2 separate regions of the Mus musculus genome follow, and region 1 is linked to region 2. A link is a contact called in public HiChIP or PLAC-seq data. All regions are on one chromosome and are shown on one strand. Each heading gives the region's core, a stretch centred on a gene start, on an enhancer-like site or on the middle of the called end of the contact. The rest is flanking DNA. Distances are from core to core; before and after follow the strand shown.

Region 1 (7,237 bases), core at 2,670-5,169, 180 kb before region 2:
TGGTCCTTTGAGTTGGGAATCTTCACTCTCTATTGTCCTTAGGTTTGGTCTTCTCATTGTGTCCTAGATTTTCTAGATGTTTTGGGTTAGAGTTTTGCTTTTTGCATTTTCTTTGACTTTTGTGTCAAATGTTTTCTATGGTATCTTTTGCACTTGAGATTCTCTTTTCTATCTCTTGTATTCTGTTGGTGATGCTTGCATCTATGACTCCTGATCCCTTTCCTGGGTTTTCTAACTCCAAGGCTGTCTCCCTTTCTGATTTCTTCATTGTTTCTATTTCCATTTTTAGATCTTGGATGGTTTTGTTCACTTCCTTTACCTATTTGTTATTTCCTGTAATTCTTTAAGGGACTTTTTGTGTTTCCTCTTAAAGGACTTCTAGCTGTTTACCTGTGTTTTCCAGTATTTCTTTAAGGGAGTTATTTATGTCCTTCTTAAAGTCCTCTATCTCTATCATGAGAAGTGACTTTAGATCTGAATCTTGCTTTTCCAGTGTGATGGTGTATCCAGGCTTGCTCTGGTGGGAGAATTAGGTTCTGATGTCAAGTAACCTTGGTTTCTGTTGCTTATGTTCTTAACTTGCCTCCCGACATCTGCCTATCTCTAGTGCTACCTGCTTTTGCTATATCTGACTGGAGCCTGTCCTTCCTGTGATTCTGGTTGTGTCAGACCTCCTTCAGAGTCCACCTGTCTTTGTGATCCTGTGATTCTGGGATCCTGAGATCTTAGGTGTGTCAGAGCTGGGTGTAAAGCTGTCTCTGGGGCCCTGAGATCCTGGTGTGTCCAAGCTCCTGGGATCCTGTTATCTTTTGGACCTGGGTGTATTAGAGCACCTGGGAGTGGAGCTTCCTCTGAGTATTGTGGGACTGGCTGCAGAGTTTGTGTCCAAGGTCTGCTCAGGGCACGAGCCCAGACAGGAAGGAACCCGTGCCACTTGTCAGGTGGAGTTCCTGGTCTCACTGGTCCCAGTTTCTTCTGGTGTTGGGGTAAGTGTTGTGTCCTCCTCACTTCTGATCCTATGATCCTGGGAGTGTTAGAGTGCCTGGGAGTGGATCTTCCTCTGGATGTTGTGGGACTGGCTATGGAGTTCATGCCCAAGGTCTGTTCAGGACACTGGCCCAGACTGGAAGGGGGTTGGTGTTTTTTTTATATAACATTTAACTAGACTCAGGATACCAAAGACATTTCCTGAGATTTTCTGAAAGGTGAGTGAGTGGCTACCAGAGAGAACCCCATGCAACTGGACAGCACAATGCATTGTTTTCTGGAAGAGAATTAGGTGTTTCTGTGTGTGTGTGCATGTATTGTGTGTGTGGTTTATGGAATATATATATATATATATACATGTACATTTATTTATAAATGCACCCACATATAAATGCACACATACACATATATATGTATACATATATGTGGAGATCAGAAGTTAAAGTCAGGTATCTTCCTTTCACATTTTTTGACATAGAGTCTCTCAGTGAACCTAAAGCTCACCAATTCAGCTACACTGGCTGAACAGAGTTCTTCCTGTCTTTACCTCCTCAGCACTGGAATTACAGACTTGTGCCACTGCACCCAGCTTTTTACAAGACTGTTAGAGACCTGAACTCAGGTCTTAATGTTTGAGCGACAAGCGTTTTACCACCTGAGCCCTTTCTTGTGCTACTAAGACTGATATGAGACTCAAAAGTGACCAAGGACAAAGTTAGAAAGGAAATACCTCTTTGCTTGCTGGAGCATCAGACACAGAAAACAAACTAGGCCTGATAAGGATAAAAAACTGGGATAGGTGAGCAAACCATGATGGAGAAAGAGCCAGAAACAGGGAACCCAGAGAGGAAAGCAAGATCCTGAGGCACAGGAAGACAGACTTTTATGATGGAAGAAGCCACACACATGTAGGTGTTCACATGTACACCTACACACATGCACATGCACACAAACACAGATGGCTTTTGCTCATGCAGCCACCATTAGCCTTGTTGGAAATAATCCCTTTTATTTGGAAAGCTGGGGCCTCAGCTGTACAGGCAGCCTGTCTCTCTCTGTGTCTCTCTGTCTCTGTGTGTGTCCCTGCTTCCCTCTCTCTCCCTCCTTCCCTCCCCCTTTCTCTCTGTAACCCTGTAGCGTGTAATAATTTAAAACAATCCAGGCTATTGCAGGATACACCCCTACAATGCTGTCTCCCCTCCCTCACTGGGAGCCACAAGCCATGGTCTTCCCAGGTTTGCTGCTGCCAAATTGCTCGTATCTTCCCAGGCCATCTGCGTCCTGCTAACTCCGTAAAATGAAAACTCCAGAGGCTTATAATTTACCAGCCAGATTTATAATAGTAAATCCTTAACTCCCAAAATGCCCACACAAAGAACTCAAAACTCAATTGATATTGATATAAGCTGCACATCTAGAATAGTTCAAATGTGCCCTACTCTATTGCTCTTCTATGATATCCATAGCTACCTATGGCTATTTCAGGCCAGGTGGATCCAGTTTATCATCATCTATATGTTGCATCTTATCTCTGTCTCTCTCCTCTGTCTATCCCCTCTATAAAACTTTTCGGTTCTGCCTTCTTTTTCCACTGCCCAATCAGAGTCTCCAGCCTTATCTGACTAAGATTTCATTGACCTCACCTGCTTACATTCAGCAATCTACATTTCCTTCTTTTTGTCCAATTAAAAGGCTTTTTCTCTCAGATATAAATTGAGAACAACTATTACCATTCTTTAATTTATTAAGTATAAGATACACCCAACACCTGTCCATTTTTGTCAATTAAATAAAGCACTCTGCCATCTATCCTAACTTAAAAAGGCTTATAATTCTACACCTGTTAGGTCCTTGTTTGTCTTGTATACTATCTGAAAACCATCTTCTCACATAATATATATTCTCTTAATTCTGAATAGCTTAGGTTGGTTAAAAGTATGGTAAGTCTTCAATCCTGCCAGAATTCCAAGAGCAACATAAAATTTACCTGAAAATATAGGAACACAGCTTCCAATACTGAAACAAATTGTAGAGATGCCTGCCTACCTACACAGTCCCCTGTTTCTCAACACGTTGGAGCATAAGTCTATGGCTGTTTGGCCCAGGAACAGCTTACAGACTTTTGTAATGCAGAATTATGAAGGATTGATTACTCTGTCTTGGCAGAGATAATCAACTATTCCGAAGTGTGTCCTTTTTCTGGACAGTAATTGTACAACCTCACCTGGATGTAAGATGGTCAATTTCTTTTTTGAATTCAAGAATGAGGTGTTGTCAGTGCTGACACAACTGGTGGTTATCATGTAGAAGAATATGAATTGATCCATTCTTATCTCCTTGTACAAAGCTCAAGTCTAAGTGGATCAAGGAACTCCACATAAAACCAGGAACACTAAAACTTATAGAGGAGAAAGTGGGGGAAAGCCTCTGTTTATTACAGAATATACAGCCTTGGCCGGTCGATGTCATGCCAGCCCCATGCTTCAAAACCCCCACAGCCTTTGTGGTGCACATCTGGCAAACCCATGCTTTGGCACCATACCTTTCTCTCTTGAACCCAGTCGAAATGCTGTGTGAAGGAAAATGCCACACAAACTTAGTTCAGAAACAATGGTAACTCAATCTCTGGGCATAACAACTAAAATCCGAATCTTGTAAGCCATATAAAATCTAAATCCTCTGGCGGTGAATCCACCAGGATTTGCCATATAAGCCAGGAGACACTAGTAGCTACATCTTACCCTCTCGCTTTCCTGGTCCAAAAAGACCCTAACTCTCTCCTGCTTCTCTTAGTTCAACCCGGAAGTACCGCCTACTTGCCCAGTGATTGGTCCCTTTATTCATTGGGGGAAGGTTCACAAGAAGTCACCTGAGTACATGACTCATTCCTCATTCCAGACAGCTCCATCAAGGAAAGCAGAATTAGCATCAAAATCCAGGCATCACCAGGGCCATCCACAACAGGCTCCTGTAGCTCGGGCTGTCCTGGAACTCACTGTGTAGTCAAGGATGGTCCTGAACTCCCGATCTTCCTGCCTGCTCTTCTCAGAGTCTGAGAGGACAGGCATGCTCTACGATACCCAACAATTACTAAAGCGTGGAATCCTTTTCAGGGCCGGGAAGGTAACTCAGATGTCAAGTGCTTGCTGCACAACCTTAAGGACCAGAGTTTGATCCCAAGAACACACACATTAAAAGCTGGGTGTGGCGGGTTGTGCTTGTAATCCTAACTCTAGGGAGGAAAGGACAGGTGATCTCTGGGGCTCACTAGCTAGGAAGCCTAGCATGAGGTCTCAGTGAGAGATTCTGTCTCAGAAATCCCAGGTGAGTGGTAACCAGGGATTCACAACCTAGAGGTTGCCTTTGCCCTCCACACGCATGCATGCACACATAGAAACAAGCACACACCAGTGTCTGCATTTGCCTTTAGCTTTGTGTACTTTAGGCTGTTGGGGGGTGCTGATAGTTATTACTCCCCTCTGCCATCCCCAAATCTCAGATCACATGTGGAGCCCTGGTTAGAAATGAGCTGCCACTGCTACCCATTCTCTGGTGTGTCAGACTTTCATCTTTTTGGAGAAATCCCTTCTTCCTGCTCTGCTGCCAAGACCTGGCCTGGGGTCCCCAGAGTTGTAGGGGATGTGGATCTCATTGCCCTTCAGGGTTCAGGAGGCCCAGATTAGATGTGAGCGCTCAGTCTGTGCTCTGGCCAGTTCAAACCTCTGGGACAGGAACTAGAAAGCAGAAGTCTCTCTGGTTTCCTTCCTGCCATATGAGAGCAAGGACTTAGTGGGTCTGTACCCCCTAACCCAGAGCCGTCTTAGGCCACATCACTCTGGAAGTTAGGGGTAGAAATTTTGCAGAGTACGGGTTCTAATAGTCAACTGCCCTCTTGCCCTCAGACTTAGTGCCTGAAATGGAAGCTAGTCTGACCAAAACTGTTCAGGGGTAGCTAGTAGTGGGTCACAGATTTCATGTCCAAGAGACCAGGTTGCCACTGCCACCCATGGACCACTGGCCTGTCCTCTCCAAGAGCCATGTGTATCACAAGGCCAGCTTCAATATAAGAAAGAGTGACCCAAAGACCCCATTCTGGCCTTCTAATCAAATACTGGAGCCCAAGGAAAGCAAATTGCTCTGCACTTGAGGGCCATGGTCTGGTGGGAGACAGTTGTTGCACAGGGAGCTTAGCAAAACCCACTGCATTGGAGAGCTGCAGAGCTGCATTGGAGAGCTGCGAGCTGCTGCAGGAGAGCTGCAGAGCAATGGGTTCTGTGGCTTCTCCCTGGACAGTGTGAACCTGGCCCCTGGGAAAAGAATGCGTGTCCTGGTTCCCTGAATATTAAACATGGAATTTCAGGAACATGACCGCAGCTTCAGATTACGGATCCAGAGCCCAATGGTAGGTAAGTGAGAGAGCTCCTTAGGTTAGACAAAGGCAGATCAGGTTCTCTGGAGAATCTAGGCTAGACCCCACACACTCATCCTAAGCTTGGATCTAACTTCTCTTAAGAAGTGGAAGGACATCCAAGACAAAGGGAGGGGGTTCAACAATGGTACACACTAGAAGAGGGGTTGATATTTTTTCCTTAAGCCCAGGCTCTGCACCCTCAGAGCAAAACTGTGGTGGAGGCCAAAGGGTCAAGTCAGAGAATCACCATGCTGAGTGGAGTGTGGGGGTTGCAGCAAGGAGCCCAGCTGGTGTGCCTGGTACACCTTCAGTGCCTAGTGGTTCATGGCCTCGAGAAACACCAGCTGGGGCCCTCCATAGTGTGAGCAGCTGCAGGAAAGCCACACATGAAGGCCTCCTAGGCTGCACAGGGCTGGGGCTTGAGGGATGTGGGAGTTGAGCGCTGTGGACCTGAGCAGTTCCGAGGAGGTTATCACAAGCAGAGGATGGGAGCCTGTGTCCCCGTTGCCAGGAATCTCGCCAGTGCCAACATCCTTGGCCACTGTCTTAGGGTTTCTATTCCTGCACAAATACTTATGACCAAGAAGCAGTTGGGGAGGAAAGGGTTTATTCAGCTTACACTTCTACATTGCTGTTCATCACCAAGGAAGTCAGGACTGGAACTCAAGCAAATCAAAAATCAGGAGCTGATGCAGAGGCCGTGGAGGGATGTTTCTTACTGGCTTGCTTCCCCTGGCTTGCTCAGGCTGCTCTCTTATAGAACCAAGACTATCAGCCCAGAGATGGCACCACCCACAAGGGGACCTCCCCCCCTTGATCACTAATTGAGAAAATGCCTTACAGTTGGATCTCATGGAGGCATTTCCCCAACTGAAGCTCCTTTCTCTGTGATAACCCCAGCTTGTGTCAAGTTGACACAAAACTAGCCAGTACAGCCACCAAGGACTCAATGGTGAAGCCCTGCTTAGCTGTGCGCTGGAACATGGTCAGGGCCACCAAAGCAGAGTGAGGTAGGAAGGGTTCTGGGAAATAATAGGTGCCCAGGCGCTACTGTTTGGGGTGTGCAACAAGCCAGGCACATGCTGTTCATCACGCCTGCAAACCTCCCCTCCCCTCACCGGCCAACTTTCTGGCGCTCGAACCTTAGGGAGGAGGCCAACTCTCTGGCGCTCGCACCTTGGGGATGAGTCAGGCACAGGGCATCCACGGGCTTGTAAGAGCCCTAACACGGAGTTGGGCCACTGTACACCACCTGGAGAGAGGTCCTTGAGGGCTGCTTCTGTGGTCTTCCTGACTACCGTGCTTACAAGAGCCCTAACACCGAGTTGGGCCACTGTACACCACCTGGAGAGAGGTCCTCGAGGGCCGCTTCTGTGGTCTTCCTGACTACCATGCTTACAAGTCACGTCAGGACCGACCCCTACCGGTGATCCTCCTACTTCTGCAGGTCCATGCCTGGGCAGCAGCTCAGGATGGTGAAGTGCCCCGCGCTTGCCCATTGGCCGCTGCTTACCTGCCCCAGGTGTGGGGCGGGACTGGGCTGGGCTGGGCTGGGCGGGGCAATGGGTGGCAGGAGGCGATTAGCCTGGAGTTTGCTGTGTTGGTCTCCCACCCAGGAAGTGAGCTTGGGACCACCACATTTTCCAAAGAATGAAGTCAGTTAAGACAGAAGGCCTTGAGCATCTTAGGAGCTTTTTCAGTCCCTCCTTTTGACAATCTTATTCTCCTTTAAGACTAAAGAGATCCTGACCCTGAAAGTTCTGGCCCTCAGCCCTTTCCCTGTCAGATCTTTTAGCAGTGACAATACTTAGTTTTCTTGGTCACCACAACTCTTGGCAC
Region 2 (6,587 bases), core at 3,033-5,532:
AAACTATATTACTTTTTTATAAATGCTAAAAGGTACAATGAACAAATGTACATGATCCCATATCACTCAGAATGAGATGATTAACAGTTTAATAATTATTGCCACTTTTATTCAAGATGATGTGTAAATTCACAATTTATTAAAAACAACAGCACCATCAGTACAGAGGGACTGTTAGAAGTAGTTTAATATTTGTATTTTTTCATTTATTCTAATACTTAATACATTCAAATAAATAACATACGTAAAAGATAAAACAAGAAATGAAATTAGTCTTTGCCTTGCTGTCCAGATAGACATCAGTAGCTGTAAGCCCTTCTCCTTTGCTTCATCTTCATCATGTCCCTGCTTCCTCCCTCACCCCTGGGAGATGACCAGGAGACCACACCCCTGGGAGATGACCAGGAGACCACACTCTGCATTAAACTTCTTGAAGAAAGACTTATTATTTTTTTTTTTGATGTATCTGGGTTTTTGCTCTGTGTGTGTGTACCACAATGTGGGCAGTGCTGCCCCTTGGTAGTTGGATCTGGGTAGTATAAGAAATTAAATTAAATTAATTGGTAGCAAGCCAGTAAGCAACATTGGTTTGTAGTTTCTGCTTCATGATTCTGCATTGCGGTCCTGCCAAGGGATTTCTTTGATAGTGGATGGTAACGTATAAGCTAAAAAACAAAACAAAACAAAACAAAACAAAACACCCCCTTTTCTAACCACGTTGTTTTTTTTTTTTCCATTTTTTATTAGGTATTTAGCTCATTTACATTTCCAATGCTATACCAAAAGTCCCCCATACCCACCCACCCCCACTCCCCTACCCACCCACTCCCCCTTTTTGGCCCTGGCGTTCCCCTGTACTGGGGCATATAAAGTTTGCGTGTCCAATGGGCCTCTCTTTCCAGTGATGGCCGACTAGGCCATCTTTTGATACATATGCAGCTAGAGTCAAGAGCTCCGGGGTACTGGTTAGTTCATAATGTTGTTCCACCTATAGGGTTGCAGTTCCCTTTAGCTCCTTGGGTAATTTCTCTAGCTCCTCCATTGGGAGCCCTGTGATCCATCCATTAGCTGACTGTGAGCATCCACTTCTGTGTTTGCTAGGCCCCGGCATAGTCTCAGAAGAGACAGCTACATCTGGGTCCTTTCGATAAAATCTTGTTAGTGTATGCAATGGTGTCAGCGTTTGGATGCTGATTCTGGGGTGGATCCCTGGATATGGCAGTCTCTACATGGTCCATCCTTTCATCTCAGCTCCAAACTTTGTCTCTGTAACTCCTTCCATGGGTGTTTTGTTCCCAATTCTAAGGAGGGGCATAGTGTCCACACTTCAGTCTTCATTCTTCTTGAGTTTCATGAGTTTAGCAAATTGTATCTTATATCTTGGGTATCCTAGGTTTGGACCACGTTGTTTTTAATGGGTGTTTTATCATAGCAATAGAAACCTAACTAGGACATTTATCTTTGTACTTTTTGAGCCATTTTCTCAATTTCTGACACCATTAAATACTCCAAGCATGACTGTTGGTTTACCTGTCCCAGCCTAGGAAACAGCCATTTTCTATCCTACATGGCAGTGGAGTCTATATAGTACTGAAAAATATTCAGAACCCAAGATCTGGCTGGCGGGAGTGCTCATTACTCCTTACTGCTTCTAGGCCCTCTCTCTGAGCAGAGTGAGGTTTGTCTCCCGTTAAACATTCATTTCCTAATGTTATTGTGATAGTATCAGATTTTTAAAAGATTACTGTTTACATTGTCATTCTTAATACTTATTTGTGCCTATGATGACTTTGAGCAGAGATGAGGTTAAATGTAGCAGGAAGAGATGGAAAACTAAAGAATTAAGACTTCTTTTAATTATTCGGGCCAGTGATTTCTGATTCCTGTCTCTGCCATCTTGCCATCCTGTTTGATTCTTTTCTTTGCTGAAAATGAAAATAATCACTATTGGTAGCCTAGAAAATAAGTTGAATTAATGCAGAATGTGAACATCTGAGGTACCTTTCTTTTGCTCTTGGATTAATCCCACTTATGGCCTTTAGAGGGCAGTACATGCATTGCAAATAAGGTTTTGTGGTTTTAGTTTTCAGATGAAGGTTTTTGTTTTTGTTTTTGTAATTGTTTTATCTAATTACAAATAAGGCGAAATGGGTTATGCGTTCTTAGATATATTCAATATAGGTTATAAGTATCAAGATTGCTATCTTCAGTGATGTTGGGTTAAGATAAAATATAGTTATGAAACTAAAATCCATTTAATAACTTTCCCTCAGTTTTTTTCTGAGAACCGAAGAGTAGAAATTTACTTGCTTGTGTATTTTCATGCTGACTGGTTGATTGAGAAGTATTGGGGAGTGAACTGAAGGCCTTGCAGGTGCCAGGCAAGAGCTCTAACACTACAGATATAGCCATAGCCCCTGGATGGTTTCTGTTAGAAGATATGAACTAGCTAGCCTTCCCGAGAGTCGTTTACTTGGGGTATGATACACTCCATACCTTACTGTCTTAGCCTGGATGCTACAGAAGTGCTTTTCTTACTCAGCAAACAAAAGGAGAACAACATTTCTTCTTATCCTGGATGTTCTCTGACCTTAAAATGCAAGAAAGGGAGGTTGTTTGACGCACATTGTTTTTGACATGTGTTGTTATGATACATTCATTTTAGCAAAAATTTATAAAATGCTTTTTCTTTAGATTAAGAGGACAGTTAAGCAAGTAAGAATGGGCAGAGATGTGTCTGGAAGTTGTGACATCTCCAGAGTGTTTAGTGCTCCTTTGTGTAAATTGGGGAGTCTTAACTGTAACCTTTACAAGTAGTGCTTTACTTTCAGATTTTATGGGATTCATTGGTGAATAAAAGATGCTTGAATTTTATGTTTATTATTGAATAATTAAGTAAGAGAGCTTTCTGTTTTAATGGTCTGTCTCAGAAATGAGAGGGGTACGTGAATTAACAATTGATTCTGAATAATTTATGCAAAGGTGGCCTTTGTAGGAAATGTATTAACTAGGGATGCCTACCCAGGATTGTTTTAAAGTATTTCTTTCACTTTTTGGTACACACCTGTAGTCCTGGCACTTGGGAAGCTGAGGCTGAAGGAACAACTTGATCCTGGTACTTTGAAATCAAGCTAGACAACACAGTAAAATCTATCATATCTATTCTCAACACACAGGCACACAGGCACACAGGCACACACACACACACACACACACACACACACACACACACACACACACATACTCTACACCCTAGATCTCCCCCAATGCACATTCCAGAATTCAGTAATTTTAATGTAGGATGGCAGTCGATCTTTATATGCTAATTTATTTTTCTCTAATGTGGTGAAAGTAACAAAAGTATCTCCATAACAGATAGGCTTAGACTTAAGTCAAATAATGCAGTTTACTCTGCCAGGCGCATGGAGCCCAGGCATAGTTGTCTTCATTGTCATCGCGGTGGAATTCTGTTTTTGCAGTGTTCTGAAGGACTCTGAAGGATTCAATGATTTCCCTAATTTTAAGAGAGAGGAAAAACATTTTTGTAAGTGTCTTTGAGGATTTGAAACCAGAGTTTAGTCACAGTTTGTTATGTTTTTGTTCGTTTGTTTGTTTGTTTTGTTTTTAGTGGTGTTGAGACTATGAATAACACCAGCTTTCGGGAGAACCTCCAGGCTCTCTGGGATTTATTTTATTGTCACCAACTTCGGATTTTGTGTTACCCTTCTTCCTAAGATGGTTAAAGCCAGTAAATCATTTGAGGAGTCTCAGAAGATCATTGTGACAGCAGTTTTCATCAGCGTCAAGTGACCAGGGACTAATCAATAAAAGTTTTTTTTCCCCCTTGGCACGGTTAGTAATCATTTAGAAATGATTTTGATGGGATATATAAGTGAAAAGCATTCAAACAGATTAGGCCTGATACTAAATGAGAGAGAGTGAGTGTTGAAAATGTGGCATGTGGGGAGACCTTGAAAAGTTGTTAACTTGAGGAAGGGAAATATCAATATCTCTGTGGTCTTTTAGGAACAAAAAACATCTTTTGCTGAGAGCCTAGAGTTTGAGCCAAAATATAAAGTGACCTTGGAGGCTGGCTGGCTCACCTTCCAGTTTCCTAGGGAGAGTCAGTCACTGCCTCTGCCTGATCATGGCCAGCAGAGCATTTAGCAGTGGGAAGTAAGGAAATGATGGCCAGAGCGAGGAATGACTGTTGTTTCTCAGCAGCAGATAGGCACACAGCTCCTGGTGAAATGATTCAGCAGTTTAGAGCTGAGAGCTGAGAGACCTTGGTTAACACGCGGGGAGTCGGGGCCCAGGAGGGGCCGCTCTGATGGAATCCTTCTGGGGCCACTCTATTCCCTTTGCTCTGAATCACAAATGGCTGCTCTTGCCAGTGCTCACTCTGAATCCTACCCTCAGAGGTCCTGTGCTATTTGGAAGGTTTTAGACAGCAGCTGGTTGAAAATGTAGGCGCCTCGGTGTGGGAAGCGGAGAGGGCAGCGGTTGCTTCATCTGCCGCATCAGTATGAAAGGCACCTCCGTCGGTTAAAGCTGCTGAGGTTATTCGTTTCCACTTTCATTCCTGGACAAAAACAGGCCTCTTGTCTGGATCTTTTCTTTTTAATGATTTCCATGAAAAGGCTTTTATCCAGGCTCTGACATGACTGTCAGAATACACATTTCAATGTGAGAGTGCTTAAAAGGCTATTGATATTCCCCCGTGGAAAAGAAAAGTACTTAAAAAAAATCCATCTATCCTTATACAAGTTAACCCTATCACCTCCTTTCTTTTCTCTCCTCCCCTCTCTTCCTTCTCCCCCACCTTCTTCCTCATTCCCTTTCTTTTCTCATTCTCTTTCAGGTTAAAGCCACAGTCTTAGTCTGAGCCGTGCATGTCCCCCATCTCCCATGAGCTGTCACTTTGATACATTGATGGCTCTGATGAGTTTAGAATCGAGGATACTGAGTAAGGAGGAGATAAGCTTACTTTTACCTGATGTTACTGTTGAGCTTCCGCAAACAGGCTGTTGCTTTGGAATCTTAGGTTCATTTCTCTTTCCTCTGGGTGTATCTTGGCTATGTGAGCAGAGTAAATGGTCGGTATCTTAGAAATGCTAGAGACAACAGGAGTGGCATGAAGCCTTCATGAACTGAAGCAGTTTGCCATGAGCTTATGAGGTGTTAGTGGGGACTCAGGTTCAAGTTAGATTGCTATGCTATGTAATCAAAAGGGTTCTGAAGCAAGGAAGGAATTTGATAAGGTTTTGATTAATTTATAGGTGTGTGAACATGGCTTGTCAGCTTAGTAGATTTGCTATTGTGGTGGGAAAAGGTTGTATCTGCTAACTCCTCTCTCTTCATTGCTTTCTTGTTCCCTTAAGTGTGATGGTTTTACTCAAGGGGAAGAGCACAAGCAGTGACATCCGTGGCAGCAATGGAAGGAAGCTTTCAGGATGAGTGACACTGTTGGCCTTTGTTTCTCCACTGTGGTGGTGATGCTCCTGTCACTCCCCACCCTCCCCATTTACCTCCAGCTTTCAGCAGAATCTCGGAGTGATGGAGGTCATCAGAACAGCTTTCTCAGATTCCTTTTGTTTTTCTCAGCCTCCCTCCCTGTACTCACTCTCCCTTTCCTATTTCAGAGGAAGAAATATGTGGCTTGCTTAATGTAATTAATAGCTATAAACTTTAAAAACACTACTCTTGTTCTAGAATTTTCTAAAAATTTAGTTCCCTTAGTTTTATTCTTCTTGATTGGCCTTTAGACTTCTTCCTCAGGCCACACATAGTCTTATACTTTAAAATAAAAACAATAGAAATTATTAGCTTGGATATATTTTCTTATATGAAATTTTACCTTCATTAAAAAATTAGTTTTGGAGTTCTTTAGTTCTTTACTATTAGTACCTTTTGTTAGTACAGGTGGTCCCACCAGCCTGCTTTCAGGGACCTAGCAACTGCTTACATCATCATCTGCACAGTTTCCATATGTGCTCTCTGTTCTCTAGTCATACTTTCTCCTGACTTCCCCCATCTCCTGTGTGTGTGTGTGTGTGTGTGTGTGTGTGTGTGCGCACACGTGTGCATCTCAAATCTCAGTCTTCAGGTATGGTGAGCATATGCTGGCCTGTTGAGTTACATGCAGCCCTTACTTAGTGTAGTGTCTTACATTAGTGAGGCATAGTAGTTATAACTGGTAGTTATCACCAACTTAAGTTGATAATTTCTGTTAGAATGTACCTTGTCCAGTATTGGGGGTGTGGATCTGCTCAGTGCCATATGTCCATCATTGTAGCACTGTGAAGAATAGTTCACTTACTGAAATCTCGTGTTCTTTACTTGGGCATACTCATAACCTCTAATAACCAGTGTATTTGGCCTCTGTTGCTTTGCTTCTTCCAGATTGTCATATAGTGTGAAGCCCTTCACAGTTGCCCCGACTCAACAGTGTGCGTGTATGACTCCTCTGTGGCCCCCACTCAGCAGTGTGCGTGTATGACTCCTCTGTATTTGTTCTTGTTTGTTTGTCTTTATTTTGAAGAATAGTTTATTTCATGAATGTTCTGTAGTTTGTCATTTTGGTTGCT

What was found. HiChIP or PLAC-seq counts read pairs in DNA pulled down with a chosen protein or histone mark.
Region 1: a contact with region 2 is called in an H3K27ac HiChIP or PLAC-seq map of embryonic stem cells, with 2.3 times the contacts expected there. The contact joins two enhancer-like sites. A contact is called at or near these places in 3 of 39 promoter capture datasets (the 3T3-L1 cell line, hippocampal neurons and liver), 3 of 15 datasets of contacts at CTCF or cohesin (embryonic stem cells, pro-B cells and stem cell-derived epiblast-like cells), 91 of 484 Hi-C or Micro-C datasets (the AML12 cell line, the AtT-20 cell line, the C10 cell line and 51 more) and 5 of 115 datasets of contacts at active chromatin or transcription factors (bone marrow-derived dendritic cells and embryonic stem cells).

The regions. Positions count from the first base shown.
Region 1 is chr6:85,101,958-85,109,194 of GRCm38.p6, reverse strand. No RefSeq gene overlaps it. Among named protein-coding and RNA genes, the nearest start is that of Gm52864, 8.8 kb to the left of the region's middle. Within about 2 kb of position 3,919, at least 8 of the 459 cell types and tissues checked have an H3K27ac peak or open chromatin away from gene starts, as enhancers often do. A contact at or near this core is called in differentiating embryonic stem cells, embryonic stem cells and stem cell-derived epiblast-like cells, where this site is marked.
Region 2 is chr6:84,921,721-84,928,307 of GRCm38.p6, reverse strand. The region is part of intron 6 of Exoc6b (exocyst complex component 6B); the gene reads left to right. Among named protein-coding and RNA genes, the nearest start is that of Exoc6b, 140 kb to the left of the region's middle. Within about 2 kb of position 4,282, at least 99 of the 459 cell types and tissues checked have an H3K27ac peak or open chromatin away from gene starts, as enhancers often do. A contact at or near this core is called in differentiating embryonic stem cells, embryonic stem cells and stem cell-derived epiblast-like cells, where this site is marked.